Regions from separate parts of the Gossypium hirsutum genome. Here all the other regions are linked to region 2. The links are chromatin contacts, called in public Hi-C maps. All regions are on one chromosome and are shown on one strand. The core of a region is the stretch at or near the end of the contact, and the rest is flanking DNA. Distances in the headings are between cores, read along the strand shown. Region 1 holds the start of LOC107957118 (immediate early response 3-interacting protein 1). Region 2 has its middle 4.5 kb from the start of LOC107957125. Region 3 holds the start of LOC121229563.

Region 1 (4,194 bases), core at 1,350-3,849, 370 kb after region 2:
GTTCAAGTCAAAAAATCTTGTCCAAGGCTTGACCCATATATATAACAAGTCTTAAATTTTATCCAAACTTATTTTTCAAGCCTCATATTTTATCCAAACCTTCTTATTTTTCAGACAAATCTTCAATTCAAGGTAAGTGACCCAACCCATGAACAGGTCTAACCCTACATGAGTCAAAAACTGAAAAAAAAAAGGTGAATAATAAGATAGTGTTTTTTTTTTTAAATAATGAATTTAGAATCCCTGAATCATGTGATACTGAACTAATCCATAATTCACAATGAGAAGCACATGCTTCCCATTTTTTGTGGTTCTGTTTGTTCGAAGTTGTAACTTCTGTTCTAGGACTATTCATGCATGTTTAGTTCTATCATCTAAGAATGCTGCATCAACGGTGCATTATAGGTTTTTGGATCTGATTTGGGTTATAGAAGCACGATTAGGAACGCCAATGGTACCTTTAAATATTTCCACCCATACTTGCCTTAAACTCAAACTTAACTTTGGTTCTAGCATCAGAATCCAATCCCAAAATGGAAAAAATTCACCAGAAATCAAACCACCCCACCCCCAAACTTGAACTCCATTTTCAAATATCATGTTCATACAGCAGCAATTAATAGAAATTCCAGGCACAATAAACTGTATATTTCAAAATGACAGCGTAAAGTCTCCAAATTATACAAATGCTAGAGCTATCAAGTTATCACATTTCCAGGTTCGATAAAATCCCATCATGAAACCTCAAATTCAATTTTAAAAGGAGGTGGGATACAAACTTAAGTGTAAAACAGATACATCACCTAATTTTTGAACTGACTGCTTCCGTCTTACACAACCTTCGGCAAATTCCTATGCTCCATATTCGACTTCATGCGTTCTGCTAATAATTAACAGATAAGGAATCACATTCTAAGAATATCAGGAGACGCGCATGCTTAAGAATATCAGGAATCACAAAGGTGAAATCTGTGGCATGCTTAAGATTGAAAAGGGAAGAGAACAATAATTCTCAAATAACCAAATAGGAAGCAACAGAAAAGCATGAAGATACAAATGTAGTTATCCTCTTTTCTCTGTGATGGATAGCCAATTCAAACAATCAATTTATTTACTTAATTTACATGTCCTGGTAAAATTAACAGAAATTTATCAGACCTGGAAAAAGGTTTGAAAGGCAGCTTCCGCCATTCCTGCTCTGGCCTAGTCAACGTTTTGGTCAAGTAATACATTATAGAACTTGCAGTCTTAAAAAGATCTTATTCAAACTTCATAAGTTTCGGGTGTGTAATTCAACAATGGTAATCAGAAAAATTAATCTAAGACTAAGAGTTTCCCTTTTCACAATATATTCAACCAATTAATAGGTTTAGAAATAACTAATAATCATTCAGCTTAAGTTTCAGACACCTATTCATCACACCATTTTAAATCCATGTAATTTGTAGAAATCAGAAAACAAAACCGACTAAAATGGTCATCACAACTAATAAACAAGTTCTTGAATGCAAAAAAAAAAAACAAGGGGCATCTGTTTGAGAACCTAATACAAATTCAACCAATCATCAGCCATAGACATAAACATCTTACCTAGCGCAGCATCAACCAGAAACTAGCTTAACAAAAATGCAGATTGCATTAAGTAGTATGAGAGGAACTCTCATGTATTGAGTGGCGTAAATGAGACCAATAAGTTGCCCTTTAAATGACTTTGTACGCCCTGCAGAGAAATCCGAGAAACTCCATCCTCTGGGAGCAAGAAAACGATCCTCATTTAATATTGCCAAAGCATTTGCAAGAAGCAAAAATCCTTCTAATAACGTCCACAAGCCCATTTTCTGCATATTAAAGGGTTTCTATTAATCTTCAACCAACTTCTAAAACATTTCACACAAAAGCGTAGCCATGAAGATAAAGAAAAATCCATCAATTATGAATCCGGAAAACAAAACAGAAATAACATAAAGATTCTTAAACACGCAGCAGGCATAAGTAACTAAAAAACCCATTACAGCATCTTCAGTTTCAGCTAGAATAAACTTCTAAATGCAAACATAACATCAACGATAATTGAGTTCATTTTGATTTCTAGAACACCAATAAGGTGATTTAGTAAAACCCCATATTCCATAAGCAAGCTATGGAAAAGAGGGTAAACTCAGAAAAGCAGATCAAAGGGATTCCGATGTTGACTAAAAATTAAAACCCATTCGAAAAATAAATACTTTGTTGGATTTAGAGGGACTAGATCCATGGGTTCTTATCTATATATAGAAAACAAAAACATAATAAACAACTTAAAATCTATGGAATTTGAAGGGAAACAAAAAGCAGATCATGATTTCTAAATAAAAAGACCATGTTTAAACATTGAACAATACAAAGCATCAGAATGAAAGAGATTAAAGGGAACATTGAGAAAATAAATAAAGAATTAAAGGTTACATGCAAAAGAAGTGAAGATATGGGTGCTGCAGATTGAGAGAGTAGGTTCCTTCCTTGCAACTGTAAATAGATTCGACATTTAGAAATGGAAAAGGACCCGTAAATAAATCCGGTTTGAAATGGGTCGGTTCGGATCCATCAAGGCACAAAAGGGTAGTACTTTTAAGACCAAACACCCAAATGTAATTTCCCCCTACTACCCAAAGCCCAAATGTATGGTTTCTTTTTTATGTACCGATATATTAACCTGTATTTAATGGCACTAAAATAATATTAAAGAAAATTGAAAATAATAAATTATATAAGTAATTCATTAATACAAAAAGGCTTAAATAAAAAATCGGTACTTGTCCACTTCTCCCAAATTGATACTTAAGATTTTTTTTCCTAGGTTAGTACTCAAACTTTTTTTTTGTCAACTAAATTAGAACTCAAATGTAATTCGTTCGTTTTTTTATAATGTGGCAACTGGTTAATCGTTAGGCGTCAAGTGGAGTCCTATTTGGCAGTGATTGGGTCTTCTTTTTTTTTGCTTGGAAAATAAAAATTGAATACTTTTTTCCATTAATTATAATAAAAATTACCTTAAATCATTTCACCCGATTATTTAACATTCTAATCTTTTTATTTTTTTCTACCTATTCATCATTTTCTAATATTTTTGTTAATATTCTTTTAGGGTTTATCCTGATAACACGCCCAATTCCCATAACTAGAGTCGAAGAAGAAAATAAGGAAAAATGGCTTCACCAACCAACAAAAAAATCAAGTGGTCAAATGAGGTTGTGTACTATCATTGTGGGTTAAGAGCTCCTGTTTGCAACGTGAATACTCCACGGAACAAAGGGAGAAAATTATTTAGGTGTGCGAAGTTCAAAAATGTAAAAGTTTGAATTTTAATTGTTGGGTTGAAGGAAATTAGGGTTTGTGCATTGGTTGTGTACTACCATTGTTGTGTGTGCAAAAAAACAAAAGGCTTTGTGATTTTGGTTGAATATTTTGTGTAATTTAGGGTTTAGTGTTTTAACATGTTTTGGAAATAAATTTGAATTATTTTGTTTCAAGTTGGAAATATGTAAATTTTACCTTAGTTACACATATATGCTCTATTTTTTTTTTGTTCTATGTGAGAAAGGAAAACTGAGGGTTGTGATTTTTTCCAATGGGTTAAATTGAACGGTAACAATATGAATTCAATGGGAGAAGAACAGGGATGCATAATTGATAAAATAATTTTGCAAAATAAGATGTTGTTGACAGAGAATGGGAGATTAGGATTTAAGAACAATGAACTCAATATAAAAGAAATGCAAAGAATGCAATTAAAGGTAACTCGTTCAAAAGAAAAGATCACATTGTACAAGGCTAATATGTCAAGAAATAACAAAGTAATATTTGCTTATAAGATGTTAATTGTATCATGGATGATGTTCCGGGTATGTTGCTTATGGATGGTGATTTGTTGTCTATGTATTTGTTGCACTTATGAGTTTTTGTGCCAATATGAGTGAGATTTTTCTCAATTCCTCATATTTTTATTTCACTATAAATACTTAACACTCTCTTTGCTTTTATCCCTTTCTATGCTTTTATCACACTCACAATGCTTCTGTGTCAAGCTTATAGAAGCTTCTTTCCTTAAGCTGTCTGTTGGTAAGTTCTTAAATTCTTCTTTAAGTTTACTAGATAGAAAGGAGTTGTTGTAAGAGCTATTCAGCAGGGCTTTCATTTGAATACTACATAGGAAGG
Region 2 (4,643 bases), core at 220-2,719:
CTCTTCTTTTAAATTTTAAATTCTAACTTTGTGGTTTCTTGTGCTACATCCTTGGCTTTTGCATCAATAGGTGGTTAAAGGCCATTTACGTGGTGATGGTGCCAAAATTCATTGGAGTTAACTTGTTGAGGAGTCGAGTAACTCAAGTAGTAGACCAGAAAAGTTCTTTTTTTTTCTCCTTCTAACAGTTGGAGATGTTTTCTATATCCTAGGACAGGTGTTCAAGACGAGAGTGTTTAGGAGTTAAAAGTCATTATCAGCCTATTGCATGTTTATAGTAAGGGTTAGGTTAATATTCGAATCGAATTATTATTATTAAATTACTTTTAATTAATAATTAAATTGAAAGTTTTTTAAATACAATCAAATCGAATATTTTAATTAATTTGGTCGGTTAACCGAATTTTATATATTTTTGTCTTTTAGTTAAAATAAGTATAAAAATATAAAAAAATTATATTACTAATGTTCATTTTCTTTTATTTAATAGTTCAAAAAACTTTAAATGAGGTGAAGACAACAAATAAGATATTAAAAATATTACAGAATTATTAAAAGTCAACAACTAAACACTACGTAAGTCTTGAAAACAATAAATATATTTCAGTTAATTGGTTAATTCGATTAATTACTGAATTTCGAACCAAATTAACCGATAATTAAATTTTTAAAAATTCATTAACCGGCTTCAACCGATTAATTAGATTTTAACCTAACTGTGAATCTTTCTGGCAGTATTCTTTTGGCCAAGTATTCATAACTATTAATGGTTTGTTTAAGTTAGGGGCGACACCACCTCCTAAACAGGAAATTTTATTTTTAATCCTTTAAATTTTTAAAATTGTACATAATAAAATTTTACTTTCAACTTCTAAAAATAATAAAATTATAATTTAATCCTTTAAAAAATTATAAAATATAAATCATTAAAATAATAAAATTATATTTTAACTCTTATAAAAATATACAACTTAATTTCAGTCTTTCCATAAAAATTTCCTACCTTCGTTAGTTCAAGTGGAGTTTGACTAAGGTGCTAAAAAGACACAATAATATTAATTTTATAGTTTTTATAATTAAAATTATAATAAAATAAGAAAATATTTGATACACTACTACAAGTAGAGTCAAGAAGTTAACAAGTATTTTATAGAGTATAATAAAATATTAAAATATAAGTATTAAAAAACACAACAATTTTCTAAGATTATTTGTAAAATAAAAAATATATACCGATAATGTACATACTAACTTATAAAATATTTTTTTTTTTGAAGAATCAACTGGGCTTTTATAAAAGACTAAATCAGAAATACATAAAAAAACAGTCACCCATATTAATGGACTGAAACCCAAAAGAAAAACAACAAATAAACTTGAAAAAACTAAAGAATCAGGCCTAACCGATCAGGAAGGCCCCCTAAACAAAACAAAATTCAAATAAATAATAAAAAAAAGGAAACCTAATTAAATGCCCCGTCAATCACCACAGTTGGATGCCATTTTCTCTTGTCTTTTCATGTCACCATTTCAGCTTTTATGATAACAGTTCCCAAACATATCTTTACTCTTCTGCTATCAATTTCTTTGAAAACCTCTCTCATCTCTTTCATCTTGACTCTTCGGTTCTCAACCTGGCTGCCTTAGTCTTCGATTCTCCCTCCAACGATGAGCATGGTCCGGATCCTCCCCCTGCAGTTAATATCCTATTCCTCTCTTCAAGGCTTCTTTGGCAAGGAAATAGGCACAATCATTTTCTGATCTAGGGATAAAATGAAACTCGATATTCTGAAAATAAACCTTTTTGCTTTGAATGTCTCTGATGAACGCTCCTATAGTCAATTTGTCCGGATCTTTTGATTGGCATTTTTTTATCACTGTTTTAGAGTCCCCCACTATTTGTAAACTGTTAAAACCCATTGAAATGGCTAACTGAATCGCTTGTAACCCGGCATCTGTTTTCGCTGCTAGCGGTGTCGGTATATCGGAGTGGATAACCGTTTTGGATACCAAGATCACACCCCTTTCATCACGGACAGCCAGACCCGAAGCAGATCTGGAGGATCCCTTGTCAAAAGCCGCATCAAATAAGACAGTTACCGTCGTGCTTCTTGCCGTGTATTCATGACCTTTATCAACATTTAAGGTAAATTTTTTCTGTTCCACTCCATGCAACTCCGAAATGTAGCTGATGACTTGATTTGAGATATCTCTGCTTGTAGAGTTCTTTCTTTCGTAAACTAGCTGATTTCTGCATGTCCAGATTGACCATAGTACGTAACAGAAGAGTCGACATTGCTCAATATTTCCTCGTCTAAAAACCCAGGTGAGCCACTCCCATATACTGTTAAGATCATAATGACATACCCAGGCGAGATTTAAATTTGACCACACATCTATTGCTGTAGGACAGTGCCGGAAGATATGGTTGCTATCTTCCTCAGGGTTATGACATTTGGGACAGATAGCTGCTACGACCACTTTTTTATTCTTGAGATTTGATAGAGTAGGAATATAGTTCCATGAAATTCTCCAGTTTGTAATTTTAATTTTCGGAGGGAGATGTAAATTCCATAATTTCCTGTAGAAATCTCTAGTCTCAGTTTGTAAATAATTATTACTAGGACCCGAATTAGCCTCTTGTAATAGTTTATAGGCACTTCTAACTGAGAATTCGCCTGATGATTCCCCCCGGCACACACTTGAAAGTCTTCATAAGTTGTCTCTGCCAGAGGGATCTACAATATTTTCTTTGCAACGTCTGCATTAAAAGTACTAATGATTAAATCTGTATTCCAAGTTCTGCTAGCTGGATCAATCAAATCTGATACTGTCTAATATTTTCATTACTAGTCCCATTCTGTAATCTGTCTATTTTAGCTCCCAATATCCATAAGTCACCCCAAACGGAAATACGTTCCCTCGTGTCAACCCTCCAACATAGTCCTTTATCCAAATACCTTTTGTTGCCCAGACACTCTTCTAGGTAAGCGAAGGTAAATTTCCTAATTGCGCATTGGAGAAATCTATATTTGGATAATACTTTGCTTTTAAAACACGATTAAGCAAAGAATTATGAAAATTAATAAGACGCTACCCTTGTTTGGCTAATAACGCAATATTAAATTTATCCAGATTTTGAAAACTTAATCCACCATCATCTTTCAAAGAGCATAAACCATTCCAAGTACACCAATGAATGCCTCTTTTATCTCGAATTTTCTGCCACCAGAATTTGGCAAAAATGCCTTCTATTTCAGCACATAGAGATTTAAGGAGTAAGAAACATGCTATACTATAGGTTGGAATGGCTTGTAGAATGGCCATTATAAATACCACTTTTCTGCCTTGAGATAGATGTTTAACACTCCAGCAATCAATTCGTTGTTTAATTCTGTCTCTCAAATTTTGAAATGCCAACTTCTTTCTTCTGCCCACCTTATTAGGAAGACCAAGATATCTTTCTGGGACATTCGAACTTCGTACTCCAAGAATCCTGAAAATTGTTGTTTTGTCCCCCTCCTAGGTATTACTACTAAAGAAAACTGTAGATTTGCCTTAGTTAACGCATTGACTAAAACAATTCTCATATTCCGGCAAAATTTGCTTCAGTGATTGAGCTCCTCTTTCTGTAGCCTCCCTAAATAGTATGCAGTCATCTGCGAATAATAAGTGTGAGACCTGCGAACCACTTTTACTTACCTTGACCCCTCTAAGTATGTTTCTTCTCATAGCCAATCACATAAGAATAGAAAGACTTCTCCCACAAATTAAGAAAAGAAACTGACTCAAAGGGTCACCTTGTCTTAATCCACTTGTAGGACAGAAGCTATCTCCTACATGACCATTGAAAAGCACCGAATAAGAAACTGTAGAGACGCACTTCATTAAAGAGTCAACCCAACCTGGATCAAAACCTATTCGTTTCATAATTTCTCCGACAAAAACCTATTCCACTCTATCCTACACTTTATTTATGTCTAGTTTTACCGCTATAAATTTTTTCCCCTTCTTCTGCTTTAAAGTGTGAAGGATTTCATAGGCCAGCAACACATTGTCTAAAATCAATCTCCCTGGTACAAACACACTCTATGCAGGATCTATGCATTTATCAATAACACTCCGAAGACGATTTACGATGACCTTAGCTATCAACTTATAAAGCACATTACATAGGATAATAGGTCTGAAATGAATAATAGTTGAAGGATTTGGTATTTTTGGTATTAAAACGATATTAGTTTTATTAATTAAACTGATATCCATACCTCCATTTAGAATTCCTAGGCAAAAGGATGTAACATCTTCCCTAATAATTGGCCAACATTTTTGGTAGAATAAAGCTGGAAGTCCATCTTCTCCTGGCGCTTTCGTTGGGCCTAATTCGGATAAGGCCTCTCGAATTTCCTCCTTTGTATATCTTTCTATAAGTCGAGAGTTATCCTCTTCGGTTATACATCAATCAATTCCTAACAAGAGATGCTCGTAGTTTCCACTCCTTCCAGCTGCAAATAGATTTTGAAAGTAAGATCTAGCAATTTCTTCTATTTCTCAAACCTCTTCTGTTTCCCTACCATTCTCATATTTCATTCTGTGAATGATATTTCTTCATCGTCGTTGTGTCGCTTGATTATGAAAAATAT
Region 3 (4,666 bases), core at 1,743-4,242, 400 kb before region 2:
GATTGGACCAGATGTAGTTGTTGGTCCAGGATGTGTGGTCGAGGCTGGAGTCAGACTCTCTTGCTGCACCGTGATGCGTGGAGTTCGCATCAAGAAGCACGCTTGCATATCAAGCAGCATCATTGGATGGCACTCCACTGTCGGCCAATGGGCTCGAGTAGAGAACATGACTATACTTGGAGAAGATGTGCATGTATGTGATGAAATATATAGCAACGGTGGCGTCATTTTGCCTCACAAAGAGATCAAATCCAGCATTTTGAAGCCTGAGATTGTCATGTGACAGAGTTCAATTTTCCAGATAATGCTTTTGTTCTTTCAGTTTTCTTTTCTTTTGCCATCCTAGACAGTTCTCCAAGTCTGAGTGATGTGTGTTTAGACGGTTCAGGGGTCATTTTTTCTGTTGTTTGATCATTTATGTGAAATATGTAATTTTAGTGTATGTTTATACAAATAAATTACCAGTTGGTTTATCGAATAAAGAAAGGTTTGTAGATCTTGGAATCAACCAAGTTAAATTCAAGAATGATTCTTTAATTTATTGTTGTCGGAAAATGTTCTTTTTAATTTTTATATTTTACTTGAACATTTTAGATGAATCGTTTTCTTCAAGCGAACTCGAACTAAACTTGAAATTTTATTTTTTCAAACTCCATTAGAGCTTAATTCGAGAAAAGTTCAAACTCATTAGACTAACTAATTTATCTAATAAAAGATTGTCGCAGGGGTTCCAAGTTGACCTGAAGGGGACAAGGAATGGTCAAATCTTCAAATGGTACCCTGTTATTAGGAAACCTGTATACGGATGGGGCGGTGCGTTCCTGTTCGGGCCTTAGTGACTGCTAGTGGCTTGCTTTGCAGTGCAGATGGAAATTGGGTGCATAGGTTCATGCTAAATATCGGACGTACGGACAGCCTTCAAGCGGAGGTTTTTTTTTGGGGGGGGGGTTCAAGATGATTTGCGGTTAGCCAAGGAGTTCAGGGTAGCTCGTTTGATTATTGAGTTAGACGAGTTATGGGTAGTTTAGCTGCTGTCTCGATCTTATGAGTATCAGCATCTATTAAATATGTATATTGGTGATTGCTTGGACTTGATACGAGAGGGATGGGTGATGGAGGTTCGGCATATTTTCCGGGAAGGTAACCATTATGCTGATCATCTCGCTAACTTGGCGCATGAAGGCACGGATGGGCTCCTCCGTTTGCCTAATCCGCCTGGCAGTCTTCTCCCTTCACTGCATGCTGACGCCCTTAGGCATGGGAAGCTTAGATTTTAGTCTTGCTGTGTTTCTGCTCCTTTTGTAGAAAAAAAAGAAGAGTAAACTGCCTGGTGATCAGCAAACTTTTGGTAGGTTTTAATTTGATCACTTAATTTTAAGAACTTTCAATTTCATCACCAATGCTTTTAAAATTTAAAATTTTAGCGATCGGGGCTTAAATACTTAACGGAAAGTTTACCGAAATTTTTTATTAGCCTAATGATAAATTAAAATTTTTAATATTTGTACATTTTATTAATTTAACTTTAAATTTAAAATTTTAATAAATTTAACCTTCAACCCTTATAAAATTTATCATTTAATTTTAATTCTAAAAAAGTTATTATATTTAAAAAAAAAATTGGATTTAATTCTAAAAGACTCTTATAAGAAATCAGTGACAAGTTGTTCCAATTTGGCTTCTTCAGTGTGAGATGATGGTATATTTTTATAAACAAGCCAAAAGTGGAACAATCAAACCCTTCAAGGGAAATTGAAACACCTGTGCAGATAGTTTCACAGGCATAAGGAAATCGGAGAAAAAAAACCCAGCAAGAAATAAGTCAAAAAGAACTAAATTAACCAACGGAACTATCAATCGAAGTAGCGAAAAACAATATCTAAAAGAAGCAACTATCCAAATTACAGGGGAAACCCATTAAAAAAAAAACACACACAGTTCAGACTCTTGCTTCTCCATAATTAACTAGGCCTGGTTGGGTAAGGAAAACGTTTGGGCGCATAGGTCTTTTCCATATTTTTTTCTTATTTTTACCTTTGGGGTTTTCTTCTCTTCATTCCAGTGCAAAAATTGAATAACTTTCAAAGCAAAGCACAAAATTGCAGAGACAGAACAGAAAAAAAAAAACAATTAAAAAGAAAGGAGAGAAGCTGAGAGGGAAGCAATTCACCGATTTGCTAGTAGAGAGAATACAGGATTATTGTTGTGCAAATTACAGAAGTTTGTGAAATTTTGTAAATATTGAGGGCTAAATGGCTAGATTTAGGATCAAATTGATAAAATGTATAAATATTGGAGGATTAAATTTATTATTAGACCAATAAAAAACTACCCACATCAAGTATTTAGCAGGGTGACAAAAATTTTAAAATTTAAAAACATTGATGACAAAATTGAAAGTTTTTTAAGTGGGGTGATCAAAATAGAACATACCTAAAAGTTGGATAATCACCTATCCAATTTATCCAAAAAGAAATTACATCAAAGTTACTTCATGTCCAACAATTGAGGTTTCATTGATTTAAAAATGTATGGTTTTCTTATTAAGATTTGCTGTTTCGGTTAACATAAATTCTAACCTTTAAATAAATATATATATATAACTCATTTAGTTTTATGCAACCTTTTATTTTTATATTTAGATTTTGACACATACACAATAACATGAATAATAAATAAATTTAAATATTAAAAAATTATAAATATAAAATTAAGGTTGGTTGAAATTGAATTAAATTTATGAGGTTTGTAATTTTTAATAATTTATTTAATTAAAATCGTAACAGACACATGCTTTTTTACCCATAAAAACTATATTTCTTTGAAAAATATCTAACAATAGTTTCAATAGAATAAATAATCTATCTAGATGCTGAAAATAACAATGTTTTCGAATAAACATAAGTAATCAAATGAAATAAACGACTCGTTAAGATCCCATGTCTAAAGCTAACATCATATAACCAGTTGAGACATTGTAGAATACGCTAAACCCGAGTGAATAAAGTTAGATTTAGAGATTTTATGGGCAAGTGCCCAATCCCAGACCAAATTAGGCCCAACAGGGGAAGCTTTTGAATATTGCCCATCAGTACCTCAACATGAATGCTGCCTTTAAAACAACCTAAAACCCTCTCCACCGTTCCTAAAACCCTAGCAACCTTTCTCCCCCATGGCTTTCACGTCCATTCTCCGGAAAACAGCTAACTCCTTAGCTCCACTCGCGATTCGACTCACCCGAGTCCAGAGAAGCTACCACTCTTGCATCTTCACGGCCTTGAACCATGGCCTCCAGTCTCAGCATCCTACTGTGAACCGTTTTTACCCAAACACCCTGCATTTCTCAACGGCTGTTGATTCTCAAAAATCCGCTTCTGATGAGTCTCTTCTCCGAGTTATTGAGTCTGAGATTCAGTGTGCCGAGGAGAGTGATGAATATGATCAGGTGAGTAATTAATTAGTTTTTCTTTTCCCCATTTTCTTTTATCATTTAGGGTTTATACGAAAGTAAGTGGAAAAATAGAACTTGGATTTTGGGTGTTTTGCAATCCAAATCGTGTCAACTGAAGACTTGTAGGGATTGAATTCAAGAGCTGTCTTGGAACATGGTAACACTCATTGTAGAACTTATATCCGACCCGAGAAACATAATTAGAAGCTGCTTTTAGTTGTTTACAATATGGTTATTGAAAGAATTTGTGGGGAAAAAAAACAGAACAATCGCTTAATAGCCAGTATTGATGTTAAGTTTTCAAGCTGAAATCGATGCTTTATTTTGAATTGTTTTTTAATCATTTAAAAAAAATTGTTTCTTCACAGGCTGAAGGAACCCCAAGTGAATTCCCTTTCAAAATCGAAGACACTCCTGGGCTTCAAACCATAACATTGACACGAGAGTATGATGGTGAACTCATCAAAGTTAATGTTCACATGCCTGATCTTGTCACTGGTGAAGGCGAAGCGGATGATGACGATGATGATGACACTGAAAAGCCTAGTAAATCAAATGTCCCATTGGTTGTTAATGTCTCAAAAAAAGGCTGTCCGAGTTTAGAGTTCAACTGTACCGCTTACCCTGATGAGATTACCATAGATAGTTTGTCCGTTCGAAATCCCAACTCCGAGGATGAACTCGCCTATGAAGGCCCAGATTTCTAGTAAGCCTATTCAATACATTGTGAAATTGGAATATTGATTTGCATGGAATGCGATTACTAATGTTCTTGTTTTGCAGTGATTTGGATGAGAACCTGCAGAAGGCTTTTCACAAGTATTTGGAGATCCGAGGAATCAAACCGAGCACCACAAATTACTTGCACGAGTACATGATTAATAAGGATGGCCGGGAGTATATTCTGTGGTTGAAGAACCTCAAGAAGTTCATTGAAGAATGAGTAGTTTATGAAAAATGGTAAGGTCAAACTAGCACCGTTCCGAGTTGTTGTATGAACTAAGATACGAGTATTTTTATCTATTTTTAAAGAGATTAGGTCGTCTTTTTGGGTTAGAATTCGGTCCATTTCCGGTACACATTCTTCATTGTCATTCACATGGTGAAGAATCCATCCATTAAATTATATTTGTGAGTGAATAGTGAAAATATGTATTGGAGGGTTGGGAGGGGAGATCAAAAAAATAAACTATAGACTTGTTTTTATTTGATTTC

What was found. A called contact is a pair of places that touch in the nucleus more often than the background predicts.
Region 1: a Hi-C map of leaf shows a contact between it and region 2, with 2.2 times the contacts expected there. The contact joins the promoter of LOC107957118 here to the enhancer-like site in region 2. A contact is called at or near these places in 6 of 34 Hi-C or Micro-C datasets (callus and leaf).
Region 3: a contact with region 2 is called in a Hi-C map of leaf, with 2.3 times the contacts expected there. The contact joins the promoter of LOC121229563 here to the enhancer-like site in region 2. A contact is called at or near these places in 15 of 34 Hi-C or Micro-C datasets (anther, callus, leaf and 1 more).

Annotation. Positions count from the first base shown.
Region 1 is chrA05:95,540,391-95,544,584 of Gossypium_hirsutum_v2.1, reverse strand. It overlaps LOC107957118 (immediate early response 3-interacting protein 1), which reads right to left and starts at 2,599. Exons shown (of 3, transcript XM_016892559.2): 1 at 2,446-2,599; 2 at 1,591-1,838; 3 at 553-883. The coding sequence starts at 1,835. The coding sequence ends at 1,602.
Region 2 is chrA05:95,910,302-95,914,944 of Gossypium_hirsutum_v2.1, reverse strand. No RefSeq gene overlaps it. Among protein-coding and RNA genes, the nearest start is that of LOC107957125, 4.5 kb to the left of the region's middle. Within about 2 kb of position 1,469, at least 7 of the 9 cell types and tissues checked have an H3K27ac peak or open chromatin away from gene starts, as enhancers often do. A contact at or near this core is called in leaf, where this site is marked.
Region 3 is chrA05:96,307,008-96,311,673 of Gossypium_hirsutum_v2.1, reverse strand. It overlaps LOC121229563, which reads left to right and starts at 2,992. Exons shown (of 3, transcript XM_041114169.1): 1 at 2,992-3,445; 2 at 3,820-4,157; 3 at 4,235-4,657. The coding sequence starts at 3,173. The coding sequence ends at 4,394. It also overlaps the pseudogene LOC121229564.